Regions from separate parts of the Rattus norvegicus genome. Here region 2 is linked to region 1. A link is a contact called in public Hi-C data. All regions are on one chromosome and are shown on one strand. The core of a region is the stretch at or near the end of the contact, and the rest is flanking DNA. Distances in the headings are between cores, read along the strand shown. Region 1 overlaps Rasgef1b (RasGEF domain family, member 1B). Region 2 overlaps Rasgef1b (RasGEF domain family, member 1B).

Region 1 (3,548 bases), core at 861-3,360:
GATGGCTCCATAGAGACTCACCCATCCCTAACTCAGTCCAGAAGATCAGATAGCCACTAAGAATGGTGTGTCACAGATCCCACAGTGCAGGCAATGGAAAGTGGACATGCGACCTAGGAGTGGTTAACCAGAGCCAGCCCTGATATTTGCAGGAATTTATGAGTTGATGTTTCTGTGTCAGTGACAGTGAGCTTGGAGCTGTTGAAATCTATCTTTTGCCTAAGAATGTCATCCCCCAAAACAGGGAAGCTGAGAGACGGAAGGAGAAATAGACACTGTGGTACTGATGTGGTTCCCTGATCCACAGGAAAAAAATGAAGTTGATGAATTACTAGATTTATTATCTATTGCTTAAAGTTCCCGTTGAGCTTATTAATGTCTTATTATCACTTGCCTGTGTCCCCAGTAGATTTTAAATTTTATGTTTACTTATGTGTACAGATATTTTGGCTGCATATGTGTCTGTGCACAACATTCATGGCTGGTATCCCTGAGGTTCAGAAGAAGGCCTCATGTCCATGGAGACCAGAGCAGGACATCGGATTCCTTGGAACTGGACTTACAGAGGGCCATGAGCAATCGCATGAGAACCAGGAATCAAACCTGGATCCTCTAGAAGAGCAGCCAGGGCTCTTAACTGCTGAGTCAGCTCCCCAGCTTCTTACTGCTTCCAAAGATTGTAAATGCCTTGAGATCACAATGCCCTGCCCCATTAGCTGGCGACAACAAATGCCCAATAAATATTTCTATGAGGATTTTAAATCTATCTTTAAAAAATTATACAACTAGGGATTTTTATATATTGGTAATAGGAAGGTTTTAGAAGAGGTTTAATTTTTAAAACCAAAAAAGATAACACTTATTTTGTATCCAATGCATAGAAATATTAGGTTTTCAGGTAATGTGCCTCCAGGTTTTATAATTATCAAATATCTATATGTATGGGCAGGAAGTTAGACACTACTTGATCCAAAGGTATCTAAGACTTTGCACCGGTAAATTTTCTACTGATAGAATTACAGAAATAAAACCTTATCAAGAAAAATAGCACCTTCAACTTTCGTTGCAGTTATTGGCATTTAAATTCAGATGATCAGGAAGCCTACACAAAGACCCACAATTTAGTTTCCATTATGTCTACCTCCAAAATTAATAGAAAATAAATATACATTAATATTTGATAATGTAGCACACAGCTTCACTGTGCTAGACTAATTTCTGTTGCTCTGATAAAAACACCTTGACTGAAAGCAACTTATGGGAAAGGAGGTTGACTTTAGCTCTCAATAGCAGGCTGATGCTCTTCAGAGCAGGAGACTTAAGATCTTAGGAAGGGAAAGTAGTCACATCACATCCAGAGTCAAGAGCTGAGGGGAATGAATGCTCAGCCGGCTTCCTCTCTGCTCACACAACTCAGGACCCAAACCTAGGAAACCTTGTCACCCACTCTGAGCCTGAGTTTTCCCACATCAATTAACATAGTCATGACAATCTCCCGCAGACAAGCCCACAGAAAGCCCTCACGGAGACTCTTCCCAGCCAATTCTAGATGAAGATAACCGCGTTCGCTTCCCTAACTCCACTAACCGTGATCCTTTAACGACAAAACTCATCTTTCCTTCAAGTAAAGGACGACCGCATGTTTCCCTTTATGTCTCACCTCTGAAAACTCTACAAATGAACCATTAGAGTCTCCCCCACCATCTGTCATTGCTTTGGGGAGTTTATTGGTGGGGTCTGTTTATGCATGGATTTCTGGATGAAAAGAAATGATTAAGAAAGATTAATGACTCACAGACCACATAACTTGTAATTCAAGACAAATAGTGTTCAGAGAAGCAGGAAAAGGCAGAGCGTAATCACAGAACTTCATTAGAGCAAAGGACTCTATAATTAATCTGCAGGCTACTTCCTGTGTGCCATGAGGTGCTGATTCCTGAAGGGGCCAGCATACTGAAGGATCAAGTCAATATCTGTGGCCCGGACACACCCCGTCAGTCAACACAGCCTCCCTCCCAGAGCCCCTTGCCCTCACATGGGGTGTGGCCCACCCACTGGTAGGTAAGAAGTCACTGGACTTGGTGTCTCCTTCTCTGACTTGCAGTGTAGTTTAACAGAGATCTAACCACAAGTTCAAAGTCGACTGGCTTCTGGCCAGCAGGCTTCACCTTCCAGAGTGCTTGGCTTCAGTTTGGGGAGACATGTTTCTTATCCTGTTGCTGCGAATCCAAAAGTTTAAAACACAGAGCCCTCATTATTACACGCAGGCTTTGTCTTCCTGCTCTGCAGAGGAGTTGGGCTCTGTAAGAGTCGGTGGTTGGGTATTTTTGTTCTTTGGTGTTGAGTGATTACTTAGAACGTTGTTATGTTTCATACATGACTTCTAATTAAGACTTTAATTCAGGTTGGCACCACATTCTTACTTTTTTAGTAAGAGTATCTGCTTCTTAAGGTCAGTCCTTTTTTTTTTATGATTTTAGAGAAAATTTTTTGTGTGTTTGGTTTTCCTGGGCATCTGGGTTTAGGGGCTCTGCAGACTTATCCCCAACTGATTATCATAAGCCTGCTATGCCACACACCCCTGCTGAGGCAAGCAGGCTTTTCCTCTCAGGTGAGAGACTCTCTGAGTAAATAATACTACTATTAAGTCCTGAAGGATGTGCGTGGGTCTCAGTAATCTGATAAGAGTGCCATTAACACTCTTCTGTGGAAGAGGCTTTCATCAAATGAAGAGGAAATAGAATGTTATTGTTCTGCCCAGGCATCAGTACACACAGGCACACACAGGCACACACACATACAGACACACGGGCACACACACATAGAGGCACACACAGAGGCACACATAGACATATACACAGGCACACACACAGGCACAGGCACACATAGGCTCACACACAGACACATATACAGGCATACACAGGTGCACACATAGGCACACAAAGGCACACACAGGTGCACACACATAGGTACATACAAACACACACACAGGCACACACACAGGTACTACAAACACACACACACACACACACACACACAGGCAAACACACATACACACACATATACACAGGCACACACCTAGACAGTCATACTGTAATACTCTACTCCTTTATTTTATTGATTTATTTATTTCCTTTACATTTTTATTTTTTAAAAAATTAACTTATTTACTACATCATAAGCCTCTTCTCACTTCTCAAGCCAGGACGACACCTGATGACAAGAGCTGCCAAAAAAGTCCCTGAACTTCATTTGGATAAATTTTGAATTGTATTCTCTTTAAAATCGTGTGTGTGTGTGTGTGTGTGTGTGTGTGTGTGTGAGAGAGAGAGAGAGAGAGAGAGAGAGAGAGAGAGAGAAGAAGAGAAGGAGGGAGGGAGGCAAGGAGGGGGAGGGGAGGGGGAAGGAGAGAGAGAAACAAAGAGACAGAGAGAACAAGGGAGCAGAGTTCAACCTAGAGAATCCGTCCTCCTCTGGCACTATCCATCTTGTTTTTGAAAAGGGTCTCTTGCTGGCCTGGAGATGGCCAATTAGCCTAGACTGTCTGG
Region 2 (3,573 bases), core at 588-3,087, 79 kb before region 1:
AAAAAATATCTTTCTGGCCACTGAGATTGGCCCACAGATTATAAATTATGCTGGAAAAGTTTCTAGGAGGAACGAGGCATACCCAAGCCAGGCAGAGAAGATGACTATTCCTTCTTGAAATTGATTTGGTAAGCTGAACTCAGCTGCCAGACATCTTACAGGGGCTGTTAATTTGGGCACAAAAATAGATCATGTTCTTCCAAGGACCCTGAGGAAGTTTGGCCTGACATTGATCCCTGAGCGAGGGAGCCAGGCTGTGGGTGATTTACAGGATGAATGAATCTGAAAGGCATGCCTAATGGCTTTAGACCAATCAAAGCTCCAGATGAAAAGCCGTCCTTCTGAACGGCAGACTGTGTTTGAACTAGCAACCGCTTCTGCACGACGTTATTTATGACGAAGCAGGTGCACGGGGATGATTTCAGGTGGTAACTCAATGTGGAAAAGAGACTGCGGTGCAGATGGGCGTGGAGAGACATCAAAAACCATCCCTTCTGTGGCAGACGCTTTGCCGATCTTCCCTAGAACAGCAGTCAGCGTCTCCTTCACTCTCAAGAGAAAGACAGAAATGCTTTTCTGCTCCACGTCATAACAGGACGAGGTGTTTACAACCCAAGGCTCTACACTGATTACAGTGTTTCAGCAGCAGCCTAAACGCTAGACACGTGTCCAAATTTAAGTAACGAGGCAAAGATCTCCTTCTCTCAGCTAAACCTTGAAAGCACGTTTGTTTAGTGGGAAGAGATTTCATTTAATACCTGGAGCTCGACCTTTCTCCATTCCTGTCTGGACTCCAAAGGAACCCCACACCTTGCATATTTAACAACTCTCTGCTTTCTCAGTTGACACTGCAGACACTGGGTAAATCCTTCCAGCTAATGTTCCAGACTGACAGCTTCCTTTCGGTGACAACAGGCTCGGGAATGCAGACTGACCAAAGATCCAGGTGACGGCAGATGTGAGCCCAGGCGAAAGGCCAAAGTCAAGCTTCTGAGGCTACCTGAAGCACAGTGTATTCTAAGCTTGGAAGTGTTGAGATGCTTATCTTCTCCCTCCTTTCCACAGACTGAGAGCCTTTTTAGCAGAGACTGCAGACAGCATCTGTGGAACCTGCAGGCAGGCTACGCCTCCACTAACCCTTCTTAGAAAAGAGGTATTTTGTTAAGAAGGCAGCTGAGAACAGACAGCAGTGTGCACGGACACAACCCCACAGTGTACCGCTTTTCGAACTGAGTCCAAGTGGTCTACAGGGTTCCTAGTTTAGGAAGGAAGATTACTTATTTAAAAGTTTGTAATTAATGTATATGTGGGGTGGTACCCAAGGAGGCCAGAAGAGGGCGTCAGATCCTCTGGAACTGGGGTTATAGGTGCCTATGAGCCAACAGGGATGCTGGGAACTGGCCTGTTTTCCCTCTGCAAAGGAATGGGAGTGTTTCCTGATTTGTTACATGTCCCCCAACTCCCCACCCCTCACTGCTCACACACACACACACACACGCACATGCACACACACACACGCACATGCACACACGCCAATTTACATTTTGCTTTATCAGGCCTTATGTTACCTAGATTTTTTTTTTAACTAATCCCTAATTGGCGAAAGAATTCTGACTCAACAAGTTAACATTTTCAGTTGGAGGAAAAACATGATCTTTTTGTTATGGGATGGTGTTAGCAATTTATTAAAGCACAAAATGACATTTTGGTACATGGAAACTCTGAATAGGCCTGGAGTGTCATTGAAAATCTTCCTATAGTGTGTAGCAAGGGAAGCCGGGACACGCTGACTTCCTACATGCCTTTAAAAGCCTTTTCTCCTCTACAGCGTCCTTGCAATTCTGGAGCTTAGCAGTAGGTGGCGCCCGGGTCCCTGTCTTTGACAGAGCTGGTGCTTTCCAGCACTAACTGCTGGTTTACAAAAAACAAGGAAAGGGCAGCTATTGCATGGGGGATATGAAGGTCTCAGCATAGGACTGGGCTTGGGGAACAAGTAAGTCATAAATTAGTGGACGGTGCCCCCACCGCTCCATTTCCTGATGCCCCAGATGCCCATCTGTGATGAGAATCAATTATTTCATTGAGAATAATAAGACTGATCTCCAAAAATCACCATTACCTAATCAAGGGTTGCCACAAGGGCTGGAATCCTAAGAGAATGGCCTCTTCTTCATTGTCTGATAGCCACCACAGGCTGCAGTGACTATGGGACTTCACACTGGCTAGTCGGCTGGGGGTGGCTTGGTGGCACAGCTCTGGTAAAATAGGGAGTGGTTTGGTGGCATGGCTCTTAGCACAGCATGTACAAAGCCCTGGGTTTCACCTCAGCTCAAGAGAGAGGGACAGAGAGAAATAGAGGGGGAAAAAGACAACTGGGAAACCAGTACTTTTGTTCAACTTAAGCAAATTTGTTTAAATATCTCCATGTGGCTAGAAGCTGTCCTATTAAACAGAACAGATGAACTGCAGATTATGCAGGATATACACATAAAGCATCTCAGGGGGATAACCTCTATTAAAATATTTTATTTTTCTCTGTCTAACTCACTTCATTAGGGAAATGGTTCAATACTCAGTAGAGATATTTGTTAAAAGCCAAGATTATTTCTCTTTGTATTTTATTATGTAACATGATAAAGGGGACAATTTAATTTGGGGGGATGAAAACTATGGTTTTCTCCCTTCGATGTTTTTGTCTTTTAGACAAGTTGAAAAGGGCTAATGGTCTTAAAGTGTTTTCCTTTTTTGCATGACTAAATCTTGTTGTGTCAAATCTCCACATCAGGGTGGTTCCCTAACATAACTCCTGTCAACTGGATCATTCCTAGGTCTATATGCACTTTAAGAGAAAATAATAAATGCACAAGTCTATGAAAACACATTGGTAAAAGAGAAGGTGGCGTTTGGTTGACAAGAATGATGAGTTTGTAAGATAAAATGTTTTTCTGACCCCACCTTATTGATAATTAGTAACTTTTTAAACATTCTCCCGATGACGGAAAGGGAAAGACAAGTCAAGGAAACACTAACTGTCTATCTGCATTCACCTAAGAAAGAATGTTGCTCACCCCTGTCATTCCCTGGTGCTCAGAAGACAACTGCGCATGCTGCCTTCACCCTGGCGTGTTCCACTTTAGGGTGGATGGAGGAAAAGGTTGCAAGGAAATAACGTAACTAGGACAGAAATACAAAGGCCCCATAAGCCATCTCCTTTAACTTCCTGTGTCCACTTCACAGATGTTACAGCTACATAAAGAAGGCAGGGGTCTCGATAGGTAGGGAGATGGTCCCCATCTGCCCAGACTCATTTCCAGGGCAGAGGTCTGGCTAAGCCACTGCGGCCATCTTGGAATAAACAATGCCTATACACATGTAATTTTTGTAGGTTTAAAGGATGACCCAATAGAAGTATGGCCAACTGTATACAGTTATATAGTTCTGGAAAAATGATGGTAATGGAGACAGAGAATACTTAAATTCAACGACTACCCTCCCCCACCAAGACAATCAGCCAATGTGAAGACCTCACAGGATCTCTTTAAAGCTTTTTCATTGGTTTTCTAATAAATTCTG

What was found. A called contact is a pair of places that touch in the nucleus more often than the background predicts.
Region 2: a Hi-C map of liver shows a contact between it and region 1, with 3 times the contacts expected there. The contact joins two enhancer-like sites. A contact is called at or near these places in 8 of 12 Hi-C or Micro-C datasets (frontal cortex, hepatocytes, kidney and 4 more) and 1 of 1 datasets of contacts at active chromatin or transcription factors (oligodendrocytes).

The regions. Positions count from the first base shown.
Region 1 is chr14:10,573,868-10,577,415 of GRCr8, reverse strand. The region is part of intron 3 of Rasgef1b (RasGEF domain family, member 1B); the gene reads right to left. Among named protein-coding and RNA genes, the nearest start is that of Prkg2, 290 kb to the left of the region's middle. Within about 2 kb of position 2,110, at least 3 of the 93 cell types and tissues checked have an H3K27ac peak or open chromatin away from gene starts, as enhancers often do. A contact at or near this core is called in liver, where this site is marked.
Region 2 is chr14:10,652,350-10,655,922 of GRCr8, reverse strand. All of the region lies in intron 3 of Rasgef1b (RasGEF domain family, member 1B), which reads right to left. Among named protein-coding and RNA genes, the nearest start is that of Prkg2, 210 kb to the left of the region's middle. Within about 2 kb of position 1,837, at least 10 of the 93 cell types and tissues checked have an H3K27ac peak or open chromatin away from gene starts, as enhancers often do. A contact at or near this core is called in liver, where this site is marked.